Regions from separate parts of the Oryctolagus cuniculus genome. Here region 1 is linked to region 2. The links are chromatin contacts, called in public Micro-C maps. All regions are on one chromosome and are shown on one strand. Each heading gives the region's core, a stretch centred on a gene start, on an enhancer-like site or on the middle of the called end of the contact. The rest is flanking DNA. Distances are from core to core; before and after follow the strand shown.

The links. Hi-C and Micro-C count contacts between places; a contact is called where the count stands out from the background.
Region 1: a contact with region 2 is called in a Micro-C map of ear pinna, with 1.6 times the contacts expected there. The contact joins the enhancer-like site here to the promoter of LOC103348424 in region 2. A contact is called at or near these places in 2 of 6 Hi-C or Micro-C datasets (ear pinna and an unstated tissue).

Annotation. Positions count from the first base shown.
Region 1 is chr1:152,267,939-152,271,511 of mOryCun1.1, reverse strand. The region is part of intron 1 of LOC100340719 (guanine nucleotide-binding protein G(q) subunit alpha); the gene reads right to left. Among named protein-coding and RNA genes, the nearest start is that of CEP78, 230 kb to the right of the region's middle. Within about 2 kb of position 2,066, at least 1 of the 8 cell types and tissues checked has an H3K27ac peak or open chromatin away from gene starts, as enhancers often do.
Region 2 is chr1:152,215,564-152,219,076 of mOryCun1.1, reverse strand. It overlaps LOC103348424, which reads left to right and starts at 1,623. Exons shown (of 2, transcript XM_051858926.2): 1 at 1,623-1,982; 2 at 2,248-2,400. The coding sequence starts at 1,762. The coding sequence ends at 2,353. LOC100340719 (guanine nucleotide-binding protein G(q) subunit alpha) reads right to left here and starts at 839. Exons shown (of 7, transcript XM_051858885.2): 1 at 513-839. The coding sequence starts at 648.

The DNA.
Region 1 (3,573 bases), core at 817-3,316, 52 kb before region 2:
AGCTGCAATTGTTATGCAGGATATTCTTACTGCTGGGGGTATTCCTGTACAACCCCCCTGTTGCCTCCTTTATCTAGAAAGATAAGGTTATTTAGAAATTAGGCCAGAGAGAGGCAAACAAGAGACAGCCTGGATCAAGGCATCTATTTGTCGAACCTCCTCCCTGGCTTGTTCTTGGCCAGCCTTTCTCCACTGCGGATTTTCTACCTAAACCCCACTGCTGCACTGTAGACTCCAGGGCCACACAGAACAAGACCAAAAGCAAACATCCTACAATCAAGTCAATCTCCAGGAGCTCTCCTGGTCCCCTACCAAGCCTCTCTCCCTTGACCATCCACCTGGAGGCGCAGTGAACACAACTACACACGTGTCCCAAGGTCAAAACAAAATCAAGTGCCTTCTTGAAAAACAACTGCTACAGCCATTGTTCAGCCCACAGGCATTTAGAGCATTCATACAGAAGTCAAAATTTCCCCTTTCAGGAAGTTCCTGGGAGGAAGTCAGTGCCCTGAAGCTCAGCCACTCCTCAGACCAGAGAAAACAAAGGCGAAGGCGGGCTTCCCTTCTCCAGGATGTCCCTACATCCCACTGTAGGAAGCAAGGTCCTGGGCAGGCAGAAGCCTTAGCCAGGAGGTAGGACCACCAGCTTCCAGCACAGGGTCGTGTAGGAGGAGCCCTTTCACTTTGCCATGTTTGAGGAAGAGTCTTGTTTATTTTGTTTTCCTTACAATTTCTGGCATCTAAAGACTTTTGAAACATTTGATCAGGACCTAGTCAGGGATCCAGTGGTTGAATACATCAATGAGACTGTGGGTGCCGGCTGTCAGCACACCCCAACTTACCAATGTCCTGATTCTTTGGAAATAAGAACCCTCCACCCCTGGCAACACAATAGCAATAGCAGGAAGTAATACACAATACAAGTGGAAAATTATTCCTGACACTGTAGTAATTCTCCAATGCTGAAATTCTTTTTTTTTTTTTTTAATTATTTTAAAAGTACCGCTTTGGGGGGCCGGTGCTGAGGCGCAGTGGGTTAAAGCCCTTGCCTGCAGTGCCGGCATCCCATATGGGCACTGGTTCATGTTGCGGCTGCTCCACTTCTGATCCAGCTCTCTGCTATGGTCTGGGAAAGCAGTAGAAGATGGTCTAAGTTCTTGGGCCCTGCACCCATGTGGGAGACCAAGAAGCAGCTCCTGGCTCCTGGTTTCGGATCAGCCTCAGCTCAGGCCAATGAGGCCATTTGGGGAGTGAACTAGCAAATGAAGGATCTCTCTCTCTGGCTCTACTTCTCTAACTCTTTCAAATAAATGAAATAAATCTTAAAAAAAAAAAAAAAAAAAAAAAAGAAAGAAAGAAAGTACTGCTTTGGGGCCTGCACTGTGGCAGAGTAGGCTAAACCTTCATCTGCAGCACCAGGATCCCACATGGCTGCCAGGGATCTAGTCCTAGCTGCTCCTCTTTCAATCCAGCTCTCTGATGTGGTCTGGGAAGGCAGTAGCAGATGACCCAAGTGCTTGGGCCTCTGCACATGCATGAGAGACCCAGAAGAAGCTCCTGGCTCCTGGCTTCGGATGGGCCCGGACCAACCATTGCAGTCATTTAGAGAATGAACAAGCAGGTGGGCAACCTTTCTCTGTCTCTCCCTCTCTCTGTCTGTAACTCTACCTCTCAAACAAATAAATAAAAATCTTTATTATTATTATATATATTTAGTGCTTCATGAACAAAACCTTGGTAATAAAGGTAAAGTGTCTCTGTGCCCATACTGCCCTCTTCTTGCTTCCATTATTGTTGCCTGTTCTAGCCTTCTGTGGTTATCAGCTGAACTGAGTAATAGGCTCTGTCTCTTCTTGATTTGTCAACCACAGACAGTTCTCTCTCCACTCCTTGCCTCCCCCGTATCTCACTCACTCACGCTGACTTCACCGCTAACTCGTCCCTGATTTTCGTGATTACGCGAGCTTTAGTTCTGCAGTTGGTTAGCTGTTTCTTGTTTCAGCAGCATTACACAGTGTTTCTTGACATCCTACCATCTAAGCAAAGGAAATTAGCATCCCCGCGTGTCCCTCTGCCACCTACTCCCTTCCTCCTGCCATCCAGCCAAGGACTTCTGTCTGCTTTCCCACTCTCTGCACATTGCCAGGTTTTTAAACCTTGGGGTACTGTTTTTTATTTTTTTTCCCTGAAGCTATAATTATACCTTCCTTGTCATGTGCGGGGATTAGCCAATAAACTGTTTAGCTACATCTACAACACTGTGATTATGTAAATATTACTTCCTGCCAAACCAACAGCAATGCTCAACTCCTGGAAAAAAGAATCCCCCATCATTAAACCAGGCAAATGGGTTCTTTTCTTATACTCCTTTAGATGCTCAAAATTATACCAAACTTTTTTTTCATCTTTAAAAAAATGTAAGTAACCAGTGTTGTGGCTTAGTGGATTAAGTTTTATATATATATAAATATATATATATATATATAGAGAGAGAGAGAGAGAGAGAGATCTTCCTTCCATTGGTTCACTCCCCAAATGGCCACTACGGCCCGAGCTACACCGATCTGAAGCCAGGAGCCAGGTGCTTCCTCCTGGTCTCCCACGCGGGTGCAGAGCCCAAGCATTTGGGCTATCCTCCACTGCCTTCCCGGGCCACAGCAGAAAGCTGGACTGGAAGAAGAGCAACCGGGACTAGAACCCAGCACCTATATGGGAAGCTGGCGCCGCAGGCGGAAGATTAACCAAGTGAGCCACGGCGCCGGCCCCCAACTTAAAATGATTTTTAGTCAAAAGGCTATTACTAAACTCCTACATGTTCACAAAAATAACTATTACTTGGAAGTGAGTGGCAAGGTGTTATATACACAACAATGTCCATGTTTATTTCACCATATTAGTATATATTATTCAGTAAGTGTTTTCTTTGTTTCACTGGCCTTTCCCAATTTCTCAATGAAGTTAATACTAAATCTGCCTTGTAATTCTACTCATGGCCAATATTCTGCCATGTAATAGTATTTCCCTTTATCAGTCAAGACAAAAGGAAAATGGTGGGTATTTAAAAGGCTCTTCCTTTTTAAATATCAGAATAAGAGAAGGAAGGAAGAAAGAAATTAAGGTCAGTCTTTAAGGGGCCAGAGCTGTGGCATAGCAGGTAAAGTCGCTGCCTGCAGATCCAGCATCCCATATAGGTGCTCCACTTCTCAGCTGCTCCACTTCCATAATCCAGCTCCCTGCTAATGCGCCTGAGAAAGCAGCAGGAGATGGCCAAGTGCGTAGGCCCCTGCACCCATGTGGGAGACCAGGAAGAAGCTCCTGGCTCCTGGCTTCAGAGCAGCCCAGTTTTGGTGCTTGCAGTTATTTGGGGAGTAAACCAACAGATGGAAGAGTGCCTCCCCCCTTTCTCTGTAACTCTGCCTTTCAAATAATTTTTTAAAAAAAATAATAGTGCTTTTATTTATGATGATGATACTTTGAACTACTTAGGAAATTTACTTCACTGATACCTTCAGATCAAGTGCAGGCAGGCAGGTGGCAGGTATGGCTGCAGTGCCCCATTGCAGGGCAGTGTGT
Region 2 (3,513 bases), core at 374-2,873:
TGGATGCACAACGGCCACCTCACGGCGCGCCATCTCCCCCCCGCCCGCCCGCGCCCTGTGCCCCGGCTCGGCTCGCCACCCTCCGGGCGACATACACACACACACACACACACACACACACAGCTCCACCACCCCTGGGGGCGCGGCGGCCCCGGCGCTGCAAGTTCAAGCCCTCAGCCCACCTTCCCAGCCCCGCGCCCCTAGCCAGATCTGATCTGCCATTGAGCAGAGACACCGCAGAGAACGCAAGCCCCCCCCACAACAAGGGACACACAAGACAGCACGCGCCGAGGCACCCAACAAGGCAGCCCCGAACCCTCCGCGCGCACGGGCGTGTGTGTGCGCGCGCGCGCGTACCCGCGCGGGTGCGGGTGGAGGCCGGGGGCGCGCCCGGGGAGGGTAGGGGCGAGCCCGGGGGCTGGGGGCGGCTGCCCGGAGGGGCCGGAGGCGGGGGCTGGGGGCGCGCAGAGGCCCGGGGGAGGGCCCGCACGGCCGGCCCGGGCCGTACTCACCCAGTAGCAGCAGTTTGAGCTCCCGGCGGGCGTCCCGCTTGTCCCTGCGGAGCTGCCGCTCGATCTCGTCGTTGATCCGCCGGGCTTCCTTGGCCTCCTCGCTCAGGCAGCACGCCATGATGGACTCCAGAGTCATTCTTCCAAAGTGCCTCCGCTGCAGCCCCGCCGGCACCCCCTGCTCACACGCGCGCACACACACACCCTCCCGCCCTCGCTCCCCCGAGGCAGCGGTGGCCGCTGAGCCCCCGCCGCCTGGGCGCGCGTCCGGGATGAGATCGCGGAACCGCCGCGGGGGCGACGGCCAGGGCCGGGGCCACCAGGTGGGCCGGGGTCTAGGCGGGCGCAGGAGGCCTTCGCCGCCCGGCGGAGCGAGGCGGGCGCGGGAGGCGGCCGCGGGCGCTGGCTCGGGGGGCGCGCAAGGGAAGGCCGCCGCGCCCGGCCTCGCTCAGACGCCCGCGCCTCCTTCCCCGGGAACGGGCAGCCCGCCTCGCCCCCCGCGCCGCCGCCGAGGCTCCCCTACGGTTTGCGCCCGGCGGCGAGAGCACATCCACCGGGGCGCCCCCCTAGCGAGCGGCCGCCGACCGCTCCCCGCACCCGGCGCGCCCGCTCCTCGCCGCCGCCTGACACGGCTCCCGGGCGCCCGCGGCCCTGCCCGCGCCCACCGCCCGGCTAAGCGCGCAAACCCCGCTCGCCGGCCCGGCCCGCCGCGCGCTCCTCCGCCTCCGCCTCCGCCTCCGCCTCCGCCAAACGCCCACCCCCGGCCCCGATTGCCAGGCGCGGAGCGGCTGCTCAGTGATCGCCCTCCCCCTCGCCACACACACACATTTTCTTCTTTCTCTGAACTGGAGCACAGATCCGGGAGGGAGGCGGCGGCGGCGGCGGCAGCGGCGGCGGCGGGAGGAGGCGGAGGAGGAGGAGGGGCAGGAGGCGGAGGCGGAGGGACGGGCGCGGGAGGCGGAGCCGCCCGGCCCCTCTTGGAAGGCTCTCCCTGGGCTCGCAGCCGCGCGCCGCGCCGCCCAGTGCGGCTCTCGCCTCGCTCGCGCAGCTCCCTGACTGGGCCGGCCCCCTCAGGCTCCGCGGGCGCCGCCCTCTCCCGCGCCCTCCGTGGAGGCCGGCGGGCTCCGGCGGACGCAGCCGCCCTCGGCTAGGGGCAGGGCCCGCTGACAGCCGCTCGGGTTGAGCGGGCGGCTGCGACCGCGGGCCGGAACCCCGGCAACCTGCGGCCGCCCGGGCGTGGTGGAGCGGGAATATGGCGGCCTCCGCCTGCCTCTCAGCCCACCAGCCCCGGAGCGCCGCCTCGGCCCCGCCTGGAAGCCGCGGGAGTCGGCCCCGAGCCCATGCACCGGCTGGCGCCGGAGACCCCCTGCCCGGCTCCCCGCTGGCAGCGCCGGAGACCCCCTGCCCGGCTCCGCGAGGCCGCTGTGCGGTGGCCTCTGTCTTTTCCCGAGGTTATTCCTCAAACGCCATTCGGTTAGAAGCTGCCTCTCGTCACTACTGACCCCAGTTGAATCTTAGAAAATACGATTCTCTCCGGGTGGGCTGTGGCCGGAGAGGAGTGGTCACTGCCTCCCCGAGGGGTAGGGGGCGAGGACCCTGCAATTCACTTGAGATAGAAATCTGAGCAGAAAAATGAAGCTGCCCAAGTTGCCGGGAGCTTCCTGGCAGGCTCCAACTTTTCATGCTGTTGAGGTGATTTTGGTTTTGGTTTTCTGTTGTTCTTGTTTCCGTTTTACAGATGCTCCTCGTTTTTGAAAAGGCACGCGATGTTTTCACAGCCAAGTCACCGAATGTACCCTGCTCCACCGAGATGGAACTTATGGGTGGCTTCTGGGAGCATGTAAATCCGTGCGGGATGAAAGAAAAGAATAAAAAATTTTAAATGGGAAAATCAAGATTTGTTTCTAGGTTTTTTTTTTTCTTATTTTTCCTTTTCCACTTCCGGTTAAGTTTATGTAAAAGTGTTGCGTATGTGTTTCGTGGTGATCTTCCCGATAAGTAACAACAAGAAGTTTGCTCCTTCAGGCTTGATTTGGCCTGAAAGCTGCAAAAAGCCAAGCTCTTCCGCCTCCAGCCTTGATGGAAACCGAGGTCTTCAGGGTAAATGGTGTTTTCTGAAGAGAATCGCTGTTCCACGTTTGCTGGGAGATGCTCCTGGTGCCACGGCTGTGCTACTGCTGCAGGCCAGGAATGCACCCTGGGTTCATGGACACCAGGTGTGCGACTTCCTTCCTTCATTTATCATTTCCTCCAGCCCTTCACACACACTCCAAGCCAGCACTTAGATTAAGCAAGCCATCAAAACATAAAATCTATATTTTTTAAAAGGATTTTTGGCCAAGGAAAATGATTGAGTTTCACCTTGGCCAGGAGAGTAGAATGAGCAAATTTATACGAATGACTACAAAGAACCACTACACTTGCTATGGAATGAAAATTTAAATATCAGTGACAAAAGAAATGAAAAGAATGGCATTCAATATGCAGTGATGTAAAATGGCTTCACGGGAAAACCTGATATGGTTGTATCCTGTAATACATGGATATATGTGAGTAGGAGAAATACAAAACACTGGAAACCAAATAGCTCTCTTGAGCTTCAAATTGGGTTTCCTAGCCTAGTGTCCTCTGAGACTTGAAAATGTCTTTCAAAGTGTGCCAGAAAACTATCAGAAGACTATCAGTACATTTGACCTATTGCTTGATGAAAGAAATTAAACTGCTTCAACAGATCTCAGATATAAACTTTTGTCATCCCCTATTCTCAGCATCAGAGACATACCCTGGCTGGCTGTTACTAGATATATGAATTGTCATGACAAGTATTAGGAACAAATCAAGAAGTGAGGAAAACCAAAACTCTAGTGATAAAACAATGTCTAGGTGTCAAGAAGGAAGCAGGAAAAGAAAGTCCTAATCTGAATGCAGATGAATCCAAAAATTCTTTGATATTATCTGGAAAGCATGTGCCTAGCAAATATTCCTACAACCAAAATCAAACAAT